Regions from separate parts of the Gossypium hirsutum genome. Here region 2 is linked to region 1. A link is a contact called in public Hi-C data. All regions are on one chromosome and are shown on one strand. The core of a region is the stretch at or near the end of the contact, and the rest is flanking DNA. Distances in the headings are between cores, read along the strand shown.

Region 1 (5,226 bases), core at 783-3,282:
TCACAGCAATTCTACTAATTCCAAAAGTTTCTTACTAGTGACTCTAATAAGATATGAGTTGCAAATTCTAAAGAAGTCTCAAACACAACTCATACCAGACATCGTTAGCCTCTTCAGCCTTGCAGAATTTGGCTTGAGAATCATCTTCTCTACCACGACAAGACTCATCATTGACTCTCTTTTGCCAAATGGCAATTTCACCCTTCTCATGCTTCTTCTCCCAGCAAAGGAGTTTGGCAACATCCTCAATCTTTTGCTGTTCCTCCTCAAGCTCCTCCTTGGGACGCTGCCATGCTTTGTAATTGTTCCTCCAATTGATTGGTGGACCAGAAAGTACCCAGTAGCCACCTGGTCTAAGAACACGATCAACCTCCTTCAAATACATGCCATCTGCAATTTAGACAAATCCATAATCAGTCATCAATCACTTAACATCTACAACGACAAATCCTCACTAAAACAACACCTCAAAGGACAAATCTCAAAGGAACACTCAGTTTGAGCATATGACTCACCATTTGCTCCCCATGGAATCAAGCAACGAGAACAATGAGCCATATCAAAAGCTCTGGATGGATATGGCATTTTTATGGTCCCAAGAACACCAATAACAGCAGGAACACCTCTTTCAAGGGCAAACTGAACCTGTGCTTCATGTGAATCTCTTGGTGCAAACGACATGGTAAGGACGTTTCTACTCCACAAGTATGCCCCCCAACTCGCAACCTATACAAAGGAACCAATTTTTAAGATTTATACACCTAAAACAGATCCTCAAAGCTACAAATCAATAGATCAACTGAAAAAATTTGAAGAACATGACAGTATGACATACCCCACAACCGGTATCAAGTGCAGTCCTTACAGTCCCGTTCGTAATCGGGATCACAGCAGCAAGCTGATCAATATACTTATCCGCACCTTGTGGGAACTGCGTTCCTCCACCAGGGAACCTGAATACATTACCCTCATATTGGATCCAGTTCTGAATAGCCTTCTCTACCGTCAAGGCCTTATAGGGAGCATTAGCATAAGGCACATAGTCCCTACTCTTAGGCCAAGGAAACGGGGTCACGTATCCTTTAGGTGCCGGGACAAGACAATGCAACTTCTCTTCCTCCCGGGGACAATGCCTCTCCCGATAGATCATGTTGTCCCTGGGGAAAGTCATGGCACGCTTTTGATCTTGGCAAGGCGTGTAATCAACGTAACGAGGAGGGCAGGGCTGAAAAGACTTGATCTTTTCAGATTCACCGACGTTCCCCACTTCGCCGGCGTGATGGGTTTCGAAGTTCAACGACGGGATGATGTTACAATCGGCGCCGTGTTTGGTTATCTCTAAAGCTATGCTATCCCCTTTGCCGAAACCACTTCGTTGCCATGCTCCTAATATGTAGAAAAAACAACATAATCCAAAAACGATAAATATCTGAACCCAACTCCTTGTTCTACCATCCGCTGAATTCGGTTTCAGTGCCATTTTTTTAAAATAGTAACCTGCAAAATCATAAGGATCCAATGATGGGGAACAAAGATCAGTGGACTTAAACTAGCTAAGAGCTGATTTGAGTAAAAATTTAAAAAAAAAAAAGAATCTTTAAATCAGAAGGAAAAATATAAACCCATGATGGAAGGAAGGAAAGAAGTGTCAGATGAGTTACCAATCGCATGAATAGATGAAATCAGTGGGTGAAGATCTCAAAGAAAAGAGAATTAAATGATGGAAGGGAGATTTTCAGAGCTTGGAAGGGAAGGGAAGGGAGAGACGTGTCAATAAAACACTGAAAAGTTTTTAAGAAAAAAAAAACCTGATCTCCCCCAAAAGAAATCTTCGATTATATTAAAATCGAAGAAGAACGATCACCGTGGAAACAAGGTTTAGAGAGAAAAGGGTTTTAATTATATAAAGACGGGGGGGGGGGATTGATTGGGATAAAAGAATCCCAAATTTCGACTTTATCTTTTGTCTTTCAATTTGTCGTGAATCCTATTTTTGGGTTTATAAATACAATCCAAGCCTCCTAATTACAAGAAACACAGAGATCTCGCTTTACTTTTAATCTTCCTTATGTTTTAGTTTAAATATAATGTCAGTCCCTGTATTCTTCAACCTTTTACAATTTAGTTTCTATTAACCCATTTCAAAATATATATAATCATTATTTGAATTGAAAACCAAACTCCAATCCATAATATTACTAATAGGTGCATATGGTATTTTAAAAGAAATTTTTAAACCGACTAATAGTATTAAAAATATAAGTGATTAAAGTTAAAAAAATTACAGGGACTGAGAGAACACTTAGGCCTTATATTTTGGTGTTATCAAAAAAGCAAAGACCGTGTTAAATTAAAACGGGGTGCGTCATGCGCATAGAGAGCAAAGGGGGACCCACGCGCTTAGGAATTGACAGGGAGAAAAAGGTAAAGGGGTGGGTCCAATGCCCCCATTCGGATCCTGATTTACGCTTAACGAGGCGGTGATGCACAGCAACAAATGGTGGTGGATGTAAATGATCATAAAAATATCTGTATTATATTCCTACGGAAAGCTATTGAACATTTGGTTGGTTGAAGGCCTAATTTTGGACAATGATTTCCTTTACCCAACTCTTTTTCCATTTTTAGCACACATAACCGGGTGAAAGTACAAGGGGTTAGAAGTGTTATTATCCCTTTTAACCAGGACGGCCAAAATCCTGCCTCTCTCTCCCCTTATTTTCTTTAATACCATGTCGGTGTTTTTAGAAAAGAAATATCAAATTTGTGGTTTTTTTAAAGAAATAAAAGTACGAGCTTTTATAAAAAAGGAAATATTAACCCTTTATTATTAAATAACTAATTTTTAATCAATTTTTTAATAATGACAACAATTTAATATAGATTGGAGTTGTAAGATATAAATATATAAAAGTTGAAAAATTAAGTATCAACTTCTTTTCAAAATCAAAGAACAATGAATGAACTTCCATCCATAACATATAATTGATGTAAAATTAGAATTTTCAAATCCTAAAAATAAAATTGTTTAAAAGATTGTGCCTATCCAAAACATTTGAAAACTCTCTAAAAAAAACCACATTATCCTTTTAAAGATAATGAATGGGGTATGGTTAAGCAGTTATTATCAAACTCTCTCACACCCTATTTAATCCCCCAAACTCAAAAAATTCCATAAGTAATTACCCTCAATATACAAAGTTATTTAACTTTGCATTATAAAATTAAGGACCACTAATAAATAAATGTTTTAGCATTCTCCCGCTGACCCCAATCTTATAACAATATTCTCAATACCAGTATTATACATAATATATTTAACCGAGTATTTCTTCGATGTATTACAATGCAAATTTTCTTCTCCTAAATAAACTCACAAATGTGGGAAGTTACTTTATGGACAAACCTCTAGCGTTTGTTTTAGGTCTAAACAAAATGTTTATTTTCTCTGCTCAAAACACACAACCAGACTGAGAAAACAAACTAAACTAAATATTACTTATAGTGACAATTCTAAGAATAATCACATTTCAAAGACTTGATCTTTAAACAACTTTGGTGGCACGCCTTTTTCCATATGATCAACTACCATCAACATTGTATTTATGTGCTCAATAAGATCTTCCAAGGATTTAATGTGATCCTTAATTGCTAAGTTACTTAATATCGAGGTGTTTACTTCGACTTCCACCTTTAATCATTGTGTTCAGCTTGATATGAATTATCGAGATCGAGAACTAAAATGAATAAAATGGAAAATAACTTGAATTGTCTTGATATGTGTTATAAACTTTTGGGTAGAAATATGTTGCATGACATGAAATATATGCGATTTGATGATGAAATGAATTGTGGTTATGAATATGATCAAGAAATTATATATGTACTGAATTACAAATGAAATTGAACATTGGTACCCTATTAACTAGTTAGGTTAACTCGGATATAGTTGGCACGTTGTAGGATTGGATTGTGTACGGGTTTATGCGCTTATACGTCAGGATGCACTTTGTGTGCCAGTATGCGCTTCATGCGCCAATATGTACTATATGTGCCAATTTTCCCTTACTTCGATTTATTCGATGATGCAATTTGGTGCCAGTTTATTATGTTGATTGGACGATCTGTGCATCTGTTTGAGTCCAAGTCAAGTTACTAGGGGTTATAAATTGTAAATTTGATATTTGATGTTGAAAATGAAATTGGTAATGTTGTGGAATTGATTGCACATATGTATATGGATTATGAATTGAGAAAATCATATAATCTATCATGCAAATTAGTTGAAAACAAGCCCTGGGGGCCAAGATGAGTGTGAATGGGTCAATAGACTCTAGAAAAAGGTATTTGAATAATTCGTAAATGGTTAAATGATGTAAAATAAAATTGGGATTAAATGTCGCAATGTCAAGGTTATGAATGTTTGAAATATGCAATGGTATTGATAGATAAAAGGCTTTATGATAGGTTTTGGTATATGTAATTGGATTAATCATTCTATTGCCATGAAAGTTAAATTGGTTTGACACTTGATATATGTATACTTTCATCTGGAAATGGTTATGTAATTGTGTTGCAATTTGGGAATATGTATTAGTAGACATTTAGATTATGTGCATTGTTATCTTATGTTATGCTATCTTGAATCATGAAAGTACCACTAAGCCTTATCGCTCAACGTATAGTTTGTTTATTTCGTCTACAGGTATAAGTATTCTCGAAGTCTTGGGAAGGTGAAGTCAGCATCCAAGCAGCAACAACCGACTCAACCTAAGTTTGTATAGCTCTTTCATTATGTCAATGGCATGTACCTAGGAATATTTTGTCAAATGTTAAGAATGGTAAAAATGGTTGTATATAAGTTGTGATCGTAGGAAATTGATTTTGGTCATGATTAGAAATGTTACTAATGGTTTGATAGATATGTTTTGAACATGTTTTGATTATGTGGAATGGTTGATTGAGGCCATCTCGTTGCGACGTCCTCTATTTTATTTTGGAAACTTTATAAATTGGTCCTCAGGTTGGGAAGCTTGGCTACTGTCTTCAAAGTCACGACACCAAGCCTTGGAACTCACGACATCCACCTGAGATGTTTTGAAAGCATTGAAGTTTGGTCCTTATTCAACCTTGGGATGTTATTGAGCTTTCGTAAGCTCGTATTTAACCTGAAGATGATTATTTATTGTGTTTTATGCATGTAATACCCGTATATGAATGTTTAAA
Region 2 (4,916 bases), core at 377-2,876, 240 kb after region 1:
GTCAATTACTAGTTAATAATGACGGTTTTTAAATAAAATTTATTGGTATCCCCATTATCTCATGTGATACCAGTGTATTTTTTTTAAAAATATATGTCAAAGACTTGCTAAGATCTATTAGTGACAAGTTTCTTTTTTTAATTTAGCTGTTTGTTTTCGTAGTAGACTTTTTTTTAGTTCAAATTAACAAAAAAATTTTGTAAATAATTTTCTCCCATCCCATTTTTATAATTAATTAACTTTTTATATTATCTTTATAAAAAAAGCCACTTTCAACAACAGAAATCTTACCAGTTGAAAAAGTTACCCTATGCCTTTCTCTTTTGGCTTTGGGTCTTAAGATATTCATCCCTTTAGTACGATTGGCATTGGAAAAATGCTTGATGAATGTGGCTTCAACTCTCTCCAGCAGCTTTGTAACATCATCAGAGCTACCAAGGTTGGAGTTATCCACCATTTTCATGTAAGATCTCGATGCACTTCTCGATGTGATCTTATCATACTTCTTCATGATTTTGGAGAATGCCAAGGTATTCAAAAAGCTGTTGAGTTCCAGGAAAAACAAAAACTGAGTAATAAGACCAAACGATGAAATAAACTAAGCCTGGCCAGTTATGTACCTGTAACTTTTAAGCAGGCGAAGCTTTTGGTAAAATTCAACGAAAGCCCGCTTGAGTTGATCTTCAACTTTTCTTAGATTTTCCCTACTGAAACTCATCTCCGCCTGTTTTGGAACCTGCAGAAGACCTTTAATGGTGGACCGAGGAGTTTCGAGAGTGTTGTTCATCTTCACCCGGTCTAGTACTTCTAGTGGTGCAGGCTTCACCCCCTTGATTTTGGGTTTCGGCGGTTTCGGCTCCTGAACTGGAGTTTCCATCTCTTTCTCATCATCTTTATCATCATCATCAGTTTGTCCATGGGTGCTTTCTTCAATGGCTTCCAAGTGAGCAGCTCTTTCTGCACATCAAACAGGTTGAAGTTGAATTAATTATTTTTATGATAACTCTTGATATAAATATAATTGTAAGTTGTAGCTTACTGCTCTTTGATCTACCCGCAGATGGAGTAGTAGGAACCGACAGTGATGCAGTGGAAACAGCAATGTCGGAAGCAAGACGAGTCATCTCGACGGACCTATCGAAATTCACCGGGGGATTCTCAACTTTGATCCTAAAAGCAATCAAAGCATCCATTTGTTTGTTCAAAACATTTGCTTCTTTCATCACTTCCTCCACCTTATCCTTATAAAATTTGTTCACTTTGTTCAGCTCATCATCAAGCCTTCTAAAGTAAACCAGCTCATACTCTCCCCCTCATCCGACGACATAAGGAACGTGGTTTCGTAACTTTCAGAACCGTTCCGTTGGACGGAGTTTACCAGAATGGGTTGGCTTTCGATATCGGGTGATGCAGAAGAAGGGCTGGTGGGGTTGTGGTGGTTCTTCTGCGTTAGCCCACTGAAAGCTCTATAAAGTGTAAGTTTTCGTTTTAAGCCAGTAGACGGTGGCTTCGTCCTATGCTTGAAACTTTGGATTTTTTTTAAAAGGGTCTTCAAGTATTCGTAATCCATGTACGCATCTTGCCATTCCGGCACCATCTGCGACGCGAATTCCTTCCCGAACTTCATCTTCGCCTTGTCAATACAGATAAAACACTGTAATGCTAACAGCTTTTGTAAGCCTCTTAGAAACCCGCAGAGCAAGTTGAGTTAAGAATTAAAGGGCCAAGTTGATGAGAGAAGCAGCGTTCATTAGGTGTAAAGCTTAAATAATATGGTATTTGTGGGAAGGGAAACGAAAGGGACGGGTCGAAAATATCCAATATATTGGAGGAAAAGGTGTGAATACCTTTTCGCCATGCATGTTTTCGAGTGGAAGCGTGAGCCATAGTGATACTTATAAAAGCAACAAAGCTGTCGACGATGCGGCAGTTGAAATAAAAACACCACTTGCAAGAAGCCACACCAAGCATTGGTCATTGACACCTTCCTTGTTTAATTTTCTTTAACATTAGTTTTAATGTAAAGAAGTTTGGCGGTGAATATGTCGAGGAAGTAGGTGTGCGATCCTTGTCGCCTGGGGAGACAATGCTAAGACATTCATCAAATTTATCTCTACATTTCGTTTTATTGGAATTCTATGTCGTGTAAACAGGTGTTTAAAAAAATGGTGGAATTTGTTTATGGAAGGTTGAACTGGTCTTACTTGTCGTTTTGGGAATTTCCTTTTTGCAACCCTGTTGAGAATTTAATTCTCGTCAACAAGAAAAACTAATGTAATTTGGTATAGTATATATTATAAGATAGATAAGGTCGGCTGGCAATCTCTTGGCCAATGCTCATTCAATTTCTATTTCATATTCCAACAAAGTATAGCCATATTTACCAAAGGAACACAAATATTGCAATCGTTCATTTCACAATTGTTTGGTTTAAGCTCCTAAACAAGAGGAAGACTTTTTTCACAAATATTTTCTCTCATTACCATATGAATGAACTGGTAAAAGTCGCATAATCTAAATCAGTACTTATGACGAATGTTAGCTAAATAAGGTGAGTATGATTTTTGTTCGTATATCCAACTTTCATTTCGTGTTCAATAAGAAGACTTCTCAGCAACCGCAGGGTTGTGCCTATTAATTGTTCGTAACTGTCTTTATTTTTATGTAAATTTTAATATATTAATATTATCTTTTTTTTCCTATCATATTTTAATTAGGGCGGATGATAGGCGTCGAGTCTCCCTAAAATGAAAATTTTTTTATTTTTATAAAATTTTAAATTAATAATGGTAAAGTTTCACTTACACCTTTCAAACACGATACAATTTTGATTTAATCGTCTAAAAATTATAAAAATATAAACTATTAAAATGATCATACAAATATATAATTTAATTTCGAGTCTCAAAAATAAATTTTGACTTCACTTCCACCCCTTAAATTATATTTCTGAATCCACTACTATTTTTCAAAATGGTATGGTGGTGTCATTTTTGGTTCATTAATGTTGGTTGAAGATCATATCAACATGTCTTCGGTTCTTTCTTCCTGCTTTTCCAATGAAACAATGACTTACGTACTAAAAATTTTCGTAAATTTTATATTTATATTAAATTTTTAACAATCTCCATAAAAAATTAGTAAAATATCTTTCTAGTTATATTATTATATAAATCATATTAATACCATTTTCAAAAAATTAATAAAATCAATAAAAACATTTAAACCAATCACACATTAAATTTTAAACATTAAACTTTATCATCTTACATAAACTTTTAATAAATATATTTATTCCATACTTTTACTTTTTTTAGTCAAGAAAATGATTAGAATTATGGTGATATAATTCTAGTCTTTTATCCACTAAATTCGATGGTGCTTTTATCATAATAAAAGCTTGTTTCAAGTAATTCTTGAATAGTCCTAGAGTTGATAGTAGTTAAGACCATTTCCCATCCATTACTTAAATATTAGAATATAATTATAGGAATGAAGACAGAAGTTTTGAGTTTTGAATATCCAAATTTGGGATCAACAATAAGTAAGTATATGTGCAAGTGTTTGAGATTTGTCATAAATATATCTTGATCTAATTAGTCTGATCAATTTATTAATAATTGAATGCTTGTGATTACATAAAAAATGATGTTATACTTGAAAAAATCTGTATTTTGATAAGATATTTTGTTTAAGAAAAATCATAAAAACAGTTTTCCTCATGGAAGAAAGAATATTTGGTTGAAAAGGCATTCTAAGTTGGCGTTCCAAGTAGGTGATGTGTCATAATTACATTATTGTTTATGCAATGTGCATTCAATGTGTTAGCTCTAACATTAATGACTTATTTTTTCCACCTGCAACTTGTCTGCAACAATTAATGTACCTTTATATTTTTACCATAAATGTATTACTATTTTACATTATAAAAATAAGTTTTAAAATATTATAAGGTAATACATCATTTTTACTCCATTTTTATAATACATACATTTTTTTTTGAATAAAATTGTATATTTTTATGACAGCAAAAGTAAAATTTCACCATTTTAATAATTTATATCTTTATAATTTTTAAAGAATTAAATCAATTTTTTTGTCATTCTTAAAGGGGCCAAAATAGAATTTTACTATATGTTATTTTAAAATTTTTAAAATTATAAAATGATTAAAAATGAAATTTTCCATTTTAAGGGGATCAGCCCCTGCCAATCCCCCCTTGGCTCCGCCCCTGCTAATATTGTTAATGGGGTATCATCTCCTTACATTTGTTTTTTTAAAGGTAAACTATTAAAATAGTCACTTTCGTTTGCATCAAGTTACATTTTAATCACTTATGTTTGAAATTTTACATTTTAGTCACTTACGTTATCATGTTGTAACATTTTAGTTACTGAACCATTAATTGCCATTAACGGTGTAATAGTAAGTTGATATGGCATGTTAAATCATTATTTCAAACGAAAATTTTAAGTTAAATTCTACAATTAGTCTCTATATTTTTTTCATTTTGAGCAATTTAATTTTTTTTATGTTATTTTAACTTTCCTTTTTTTTTATTCTCTTCTGCTTCTCCCTCTGATTTCCTCCCTTATTCATTTCTTTTAATGTAGTTTTTCTATATTTTTCATTTGTTAAAACTAGTTCACAAGCTCTCCTCACTCAAAAAAATTAATTTGTTTAAAAAAGAAAAGTATAGGGACTAGTTTTAACAAATGAAACACATAAAAAAATTACATTAAAAGAACTGGAGAAGGGAGGAAAGTAGAAGAAGAAGTAGAAGAGAATGAAAAATAAAAATAAAAAGAAAATTTAAAAAATATAAAACAAAAAAATTAAATTGTTCAAAACAAAAAAATATAGGGATTGATTGTATAAATTAACCTAAAATTTTTGTTTGAAACGATGGTTTAACG

Evidence for each region. Hi-C and Micro-C count contacts between places; a contact is called where the count stands out from the background.
Region 2: a contact with region 1 is called in a Hi-C map of leaf, with 1.8 times the contacts expected there. The contact joins the promoter of LOC107903938 here to the promoter of LOC107904069 in region 1. A contact is called at or near these places in 10 of 34 Hi-C or Micro-C datasets (callus, hypocotyl, leaf and 2 more).

What each region holds. Positions count from the first base shown.
Region 1 is chrD05:35,401,762-35,406,987 of Gossypium_hirsutum_v2.1, forward strand. It overlaps LOC107904069 (probable methyltransferase PMT2), which reads right to left and starts at 2,033. Exons shown (of 7, transcript XM_041092909.1): 1 at 1,662-2,033; 2 at 836-1,497; 3 at 516-726; 4 at 96-390. The coding sequence starts at 1,480.
Region 2 is chrD05:35,643,874-35,648,789 of Gossypium_hirsutum_v2.1, forward strand. It overlaps LOC107903938 (phosphate transporter PHO1 homolog 3), which reads right to left and starts at 1,627. Exons shown (of 9, transcript XM_016830163.2): 1 at 1,312-1,627; 2 at 1,040-1,309; 3 at 621-957; 4 at 292-542. The coding sequence starts at 1,627.